2 separate regions of the Anas platyrhynchos genome follow, and region 2 is linked to region 1. A link is a contact called in public Hi-C data. All regions are on one chromosome and are shown on one strand. The core of a region is the stretch at or near the end of the contact, and the rest is flanking DNA. Distances in the headings are between cores, read along the strand shown.

Region 1 (3,877 bases), core at 1,242-3,741:
TTCCTGGCCTTTGAAGATCGTATTTAAGAGGGGTTTTACCTTTTTTTTTTTTTTTTTTTTTTAGAGGTTGGGAATGAATGGGAGTTTTTCCTCTCCATTGCTGTCACTCAAATGCTTCTCACCAGCAATAATCATTTTGATTATGGGAGCAGGTCAAAAGCCTCTAGGACTCTCTGCTGGGACTGATTTCCCCAGGAAAACATGTCACTGCTCCAAAAAACACAAGAGGAAGCTTGAGGGCAGCAAAATAAAGGGACATTGATGAGCACCCACAGAAAACCCCCCGGCTGGTGCCCAGCACCTAGGTGGGGCACGGGCTCAGCACCCAGCTGTCACACTGCCCTGCATCCCGATGCTTTTTTTTTTGTTGTTTAAGGTAATTTCTGTGCACCCTTCTGCCCCATTTATCATCCCAGTAATGAACACTTCTCCAAACGCTGCCGTGCTCGATGCGGACCCACCACCAGCGCTTGCTGGGCAGCAGCACCCACGTGCCAGCCACCAGCGCTGTGGCATGGTGCCGGTCCCTCGCCAGCTCCCTGCTCTCCATCCTCATCCTTTCACGCTCGTGTCCGTGCCGAGAGGGCCGGCACGTCCCCGGAGCCGGAGGCACCTCCCCGGCCCCTTCACACAATGAGCACCAGCAGCAATTCCAGCTGCAAAGTTTGCTTTCCTTGACACACAGTTTACTTTCTCCATTCCCCCGCATCCCGCCCCTGCCACTTACCCCTCACTCCAAAAAGGCGCTCTCAAACAGGCTTAAGCTTTAAACAAATAAGGGTTTGGAAAGCAGCAGCCTGCTCCTGTTTCCCTCCCCACCGCCCCTGCTCTCTCCCCCCCCCGCCTCCACCTCGGAGCAAGGGCGCAAGCGGCGCTGGCAAGCGCCGCGCAGGCACAGAAAACAAACACGTGGAGCCGAGCCAGCTGTGAAGTTGGATTTGGCGCACGCTGCTCTGCTCGCAGGAGGAATAAAAGCACATGGGAGAAGGGGGAAGAGGAGGAAAGGGCAGAGTGAAAAGAGCTGGGGGTGCCCCAGCACCAAGGGAAGAGTGCGACGCATTAAAAACCCGGGCATGTACGTGAGGGTGCCGCTCTCGTGCTCTGCGTGGATGCAGCTCTTTTACATTTTCTGAGCTATTCGGCACCGTGCTCATCCCCCCCTTCCCTAGCATGTTTTTGCACACGCTTGCCTCCCTGCCATGTATATTTTTGATGCAGCACAAGAAAAACAAATACGCTTTTACCCCCTGGGGCTTGCTCAGCCCGAGGGTTTCCTATCCCTGCTGCAGGGGGTCAGCCCCCGGTGCTGGGATCACTGACCCAACTTCCCCAAAGCCTCAGTGGAGATTACGTGCCTCGAGGGCACGCATTCACCCTAATCCTCATCTCGCCAGCCTTTTTTTTTTTTTTTTTTTTTTTTTCCTTCCCCCCACCCCCCAACTGTCCCTTTCTGAAAGGGCTGCAGACAAAATATTCCTCCTCTTACACCCCAGCTCCCAGGGGATGTCTGCTGGGGCATTATTTGGCTCTCACCGGTACGATCCAGCCGTGGGAACGGCATTTGCAGGCTACCTACGGCCTCATGTCAACGCCGGAGCCGCCCCAGCTTTCCTCCGTCTCTCTCTATCTCTGAGCGACACTAAACAGGAGCCCTTGCACATTGCCTGGTTTGGGGTAGAGTCCAGCGATTCGACGTGGTTTGCCTGTGGTTTCCACCCAAAGCTGTAAGCCAGCCCTGGTTATTTTGGCAGGCCCATGGCTTGGAGGTGGTAAGGAAACCAGCAGCGGCCCAGCCTGGCCACTCGGCCCCCTGCAGGCAGATTTCCAGGGGTCTCATTACCTCCCCTGAAGCACAGTGAGATCTTTCCCCTCCCCAGAACCACCGCGAGCGCCTGTCCCTCAGCATCACTCCAAACCACCGAGCTGACCACAAGACACGGTGCTTTGACATCCCCCCTCCTGCGAGCCACGTTAGGGACGTCTGGCCGCAGCCAGGGAACACAGCTTACCCTGGAGAAATCCCACGATTGCTTTTTTGTTCTCTGATTGGATTTTTGGGGTGCCAAAACGGCTGTGGATCACTGCAAATAAAGCCTTGCTTGAAACCGCGCAGCCCACTCCAATCGCTTTCTTTTGAGGGTTCACATTTTGGAAGACAAAGAGGGACAGCAACTCGGTCACAGAAGTTATGACTCCACATTTCACTTCATCTTTTGGACAAAACACAGCCCTACCTTGTGCCTCAGCTTCCCGGGCTGAGGAAACAGGAATGGCAAACCCCAGGCGGTGCAAGCAGTACGTGCGTCAGACAGCTTGGGATTCTCAGGTGCCAGACAGGTATGCGGTCTTATTATTTATCCTGCTTCCTGGTAGCCCCAGGATTTCTGGATTAGCAAAGTACAGATGTCAGCATCCTAGGGTTACAGCTTCATCAGCTGAACCAAGCAGGGAGGGGCAGGCTGATTACAACAAGGGGAAAGAAAAGAATTTGCACCACACACAAAATATTGCGGTTAAGGGAGACAACATCCAAGAGATTATTGACAACAGAGAACAGGATAATTCAGCGGGCCTCGTCAGACTAAACTTTCCGTAATCACAGACTCCGGGGAAAGTGTTTGTCAAGCAAACACTGCAGCGTTCAAACAACATTGAGCTACAAACATTCAAACAGCCGGCTGCCAAGAACTAAGCAAACAGGGAAGGAAGGAGAAGCAGCCGAGTCAACGTGCCACCATGTGCCAGCGCCCCGTGGTCGGCTGTCGCAGCCCACCCGAGCCCATCGTGGAGCCAGGGGGCTGAGCTACAAGAGGAAGACCACCACTACGGCAGCAGAACGAGAAGCAAGTCACGCCTTCAAAATACTGTCAGAGAGCCAGATAGGTGCGGGCAGAGCAGACTGAGGAGGCAAAGGAAATGTCTTTTAGTCGTGCAGTGGAGCACAGGAGGGAAACTTTGCTTCCCACTCACTCAAAAGCCTGCCCGTCGGTCAGTGCTCCCTATCCATGGTTCCACCCCATCCCGACAGGTGAAACCCAATATCACAGATACTCATTAGCTACAGATCAGGCCCCTCTTGGCAGCCTAGAAAGAAGCACGCAGGACACAAGGCATGTTTCAAGGCCAGCACTGGGCACGTTGCTCCTGGTGACCACTGCGCCCACAGCCTTGCTGCTGTAGCCACCCCGTGGCACATCTGGGACCATCTGAGCTACATGCAAGAGACCAAAAATTCACACGTTGCTGCCACAGCTGTTGGGGAGAGGAAGCTTATGGTCTCCAGACCAAAGTTACTGACACCTTCTTTGGAGATGAAGGTCGTGGCTATGTTCAAGAGGTTTGTGGGGGGATTAGGAAAGTTATTTTCTCCCTATCTGGATGAAAGGGGGTTATGAGAGATTGGAGGGCTAGAGAGACTGCTGGTCCCCATGAAGAAAGATATTTCAGGTTTAGCAGCCACAAACTCTCTGCCTGGGTGTATACTACGGGACGTTTATGCATTTCGTATCATGAGGGTGTTCATGCCATTGGTCCAGGTCTCCACACCATCAAACTGCCCAACACCACAGATTGAGCCCTAGGGTTTTTTAATCAGGAGGGGCATGACCTCCTCTGGAGACCTGACACAAGTGCTGCAAGAAAACATCTTAATGAAAAGATCCTGTGGCTTTAACTTTCCCTTCCCTGTATTCTTACCCTCAGCTACTGGGCAACATCCCTGGGGCAATTAAATCAGCAGCCCACGAACTGTGTGGTATTTGTGGCCCAAGGCAGTTGCCAGTACAGCAGAATGTACCTGTGTAGGCTTCGCACCCTGCCATGCCCTCCGATGCCCCCCTGGCAGGGCTCCTCTGGCCCCAGGCGCTGAAGGACAAGG
Region 2 (3,496 bases), core at 22-2,521, 78 kb after region 1:
TAAGACAGGAAAAAAAACATAATCCACTCAATAGCCTGTTTAGACAACATTGTAATGGAAGTGCTAAGTCAACAGCTTATCTGGATCCCAAAGGCAAATTGAGTAAGAACGAGTGATTGTATTATAAACAGTGAAAAGGAAGTAAAACATTTTTAAAACTGCCTCAGAACAAAGCTTCTGACTTGAATTCCTCTCCCTCTTTCACTTACAGGGTGAAGCACCTTCTCTTAACTTATCCTTTCAGGTATCTTGGTATAATATCAGAAAAGTCTTATGCAAGCTCTGACTGATGGGCTGCCTTCAAGGAGAAGGATGCTCAGTTGGATTGTTTTAGCCAGGCTTTGGAACAGTTGGATCTCAACTCCAGACCAGCAGGACACTCAGACAGTAGCCACACGCTAGCCATATCTCCTGGATTAACATAATTCTTGTTTGGGAGAACACAAAAAAAAAATAAAAATCAAAGTCCTACTGAAAAAAGAGCTGGGCAAACTGATCAGCATTGCTTCCTGTACAACACCAAACACATTTCATTCTTTTCATTCATGGGAAGACAGCTGTTCATAAGAGGTCTCGGTGCTTAGATTTCAAGGTGAAGAGTGTCCTCTGGCACACACGGTCAGCTCTGCTGAGATGGTACAGCCCTGCATGACACCAGCTTGTGGCCTGTGTTTCAGAAGCCCTTTTTTCAGAGCAGCCAGGATGGAAAAGCCTGGTCCACAGACAGCGTTAACTGCGTGGCACCGCTCAAGGCATCAGCTCCAATCTGCGGGCTCCCAGCAAAGCTGGCACCCTGGTTATTTTAAACTCAAGAGTGTGTCGGAACGATGCAATCGAGTGGTGCACAGGGAGTTGGAAACCAGAGGCAGAGGATTTGCAACAGACATCCTGCTTTTGGAATTTATGTCTCCTGAAGGAGCAGAGGCCAAATACACTGGCCTTCAGGCCACACGGCAAAGCCCATGTATTTATTCATGTATTCCCTGCAGAAAAGAGCATCAACTGCTGTTGATGAGTTTGTGGTTTGAGATAGCTTGCCAGTTTATTTTAATAGATCACAAAATTGAGAATATGCCCGAACACACATTTCACAAACATTTTCATACGAATAGTTTGAGCACGCTTCAAAGCGAGTGCTATTTAGACAAAGGGAGCGAGTCCACAAGTCTCTCGGGGCTTGCCGTTTGTCTCCACAGACTCCAGACTACACTGCATTTGTTTATGCCGGGCAGAGCTCCAGCCAGAAGAGCTATTTGTTTCTGATTGAGCCCTAGCTATGGAGGGCCTTGAAAAGAACAGAGGGAGTTGCTTTCTCTGCCCCAAACGCACAGTCCAAGATCTACAGAAGGACGGAATGGAAGGACAGGAAAGATAACGAGCAGGAGATAGGAGCTACATCTCCAGTCTCCCCCTCCTTTCTGCCTTTTTTGAGCTGCTGAAGCTCAAAAGGATGGTCAGAGCTACCAAATACCTTTAGCTTCTCCAGCCCTGAACCAGCACAGACCCCACGCGATAAAATGATCTCATCCACCTTATTCCTGCCACCAAGAGATCAGTTTTCTGGGAGCTGTCAATCCAGCTGCAGAAGGAAGCAGGCTGCTTCTGGCAGGTATCAATTCCTGCCAAGAGATGGAGTTTGGGGCTCATTTTCAGGAAGAAACAGCATGAGAAACTACTTGTGGACACTTATTCCAAAGAGTGCCTCCAATTTCACTTTTAGAAGTGGTTTAAGTTGAACCACAAAGAGGCTCTTTGTGCAGAATAAGTGTCCGCATGAGGTAAGCATATGAAATAATTTAACTTCAAGTTCACTCCCAGCTTGTTTTGCAGACAAGTCTTTAACTACTTAGGCTCTTGAACAACCTAAGAAGTTTTGTTGGTGTTCAAGCTCCCTTCTTTGTTTTATAGAGAGTCATTAGAAAACCTCAGAGAAGCATGGGTGGACAAAAAAAAAAAAAAGCCCAACCTACCATAATGAAGGAATTAAATCCCTTACCCTCTGTTTTTCCTTCTTCTGCAGGGGCGTTTCCAGCAAATCTTCAACATCCATTTTTCTCAGACTCTGAGAAGCGAACAAATGAGGTAATTACGTTGGGCTGTCCAGTGCTTTTTCATCTATCCAGTATGAATTATTAACGTTGAAAAGCTTAGAAGCCCCAAACACCCAGACATTCAAAAGCTACAATAAATCACTACTGTGTTGCAGAGACAGAAGTCATTCACATAATCAAAATAGCCCTTCATCTAGGTACTCCATTTCTAGTGCAACAGGAAGAGTACTTTATAATTAGATCAATTTATGCAGGTAGAAAGGATAGTAGCTAAGGGGTGATCCCAAATATACCTCTTTGGAGGTCTGGATGATGGACACAAGCTTCTGAAGTTCCATAAATTCAGTAAAAAGACTCCTACAGGTCATTTCATAATGGCTCTTAGCCTCAGAAGGCACAGACAAGCGCTCCTCACAGGCCTGAAAGAAGTGGAGCTATTTAATAGAGAGATCTTGAAATGAAAAAACATGGAAGGCTGGAAGAAAGCAAAATTCAATTTCTTGATGTATGGTTAAAAATTATCTTCCTCAGTTCCATTGTATCTTTTCTGTTTGTTCTATTGCAGATGCAGAGGAGCAAAGAAGCAAAATGCCTAACCTCACACGTACAATAACTTAAGTAGCTGTGTGTAATTTATCTATCTTGTTCTCCATAATGTATGCTTTGAAACAAGTGCCTGGAAGGGAAAGCTTCCAACACACACACACACCCCACAACAAAACAGCAGGTGCAGTCACTCCTCATGTTCTTTTTCCCCCTTGCTCCCCTACCCTGATCAGACTGGGGCATAGAAGGTGTCTTGTACCCTTAAATTATGGTTGAGAGGAAGCTCTTAATTTGAGTTGTGACATCTGAGTCCTCTTGCAGAGACCAAATCTTATGGATATTGAAACAAGTCACTTGTCCAGTCACCCAGCTATTGAATGCTGCCTTTTGTGACTATGCACAGAAAGACTTTGTAGACAGAGCTGCAAGAGCCATGCTCAGTCTTCTTTATTAGTTCTTTTCCATAGGTACTTGAGCACACCTAAAATGTTTTTGCCTTCTCCTTCTGATGGGAAAGCCGTGTGTTCCCTCTATGTCCTCCCACAAGCTACTCAGCTTTTCCCCCTAAATGGTCTGTCATCTTGGTTAACACCATTGTTAACCTTCAGCTCCTCCAAAGCTGCTGCATTTACTAAGCAGGAAGAAGGAAACCTGGATAATATCCTGCAGGGTGACCGCTGGCTTCATTGCCTCGTCATCCAGCTTCAACATCAGGCAGAGCAGCTTCTCCAGGGGCTCACTCAGTTCTCGCTCCACTTGGCTGTCGATTCCCCAGTCCAGGGCTTCATAGATCACCACTCCCAAGTACTCCAGCAGCTGCAGACAGAGGCCAAGGAAGCAGTGCAGCACCAAGTGTTGTGAATGACCTGCACGGCCCTCACTTCCCAGCCATGGGGGGC

The links. Hi-C and Micro-C count contacts between places; a contact is called where the count stands out from the background.
Region 2: a contact with region 1 is called in a Hi-C map of small yellow follicle, with 3 times the contacts expected there. The contact joins two enhancer-like sites. A contact is called at or near these places in 3 of 8 Hi-C or Micro-C datasets (F5 follicle, small yellow follicle and subcutaneous adipose tissue).

What each region holds. Positions count from the first base shown.
Region 1 is chr1:87,808,555-87,812,431 of IASCAAS_PekinDuck_T2T, forward strand. The region is part of intron 2 of BOC (BOC cell adhesion associated, oncogene regulated); the gene reads right to left. Among named protein-coding and RNA genes, the nearest start is that of BOC, 16 kb to the right of the region's middle. Within about 2 kb of position 2,492, at least 5 of the 8 cell types and tissues checked have an H3K27ac peak or open chromatin away from gene starts, as enhancers often do. A contact at or near this core is called in F5 follicle and small yellow follicle, where this site is marked.
Region 2 is chr1:87,887,615-87,891,110 of IASCAAS_PekinDuck_T2T, forward strand. It overlaps LOC101790950 (protein spire homolog 1), which reads right to left. Exons shown (of 16, transcript XM_027449581.3): 3 at 3,249-3,413; 4 at 2,345-2,470; 5 at 1,997-2,062. Among named protein-coding and RNA genes, the nearest start is that of NEPRO, 3.4 kb to the right of the region's middle. Within about 2 kb of position 1,272, at least 4 of the 8 cell types and tissues checked have an H3K27ac peak or open chromatin away from gene starts, as enhancers often do. A contact at or near this core is called in F5 follicle and small yellow follicle, where this site is marked.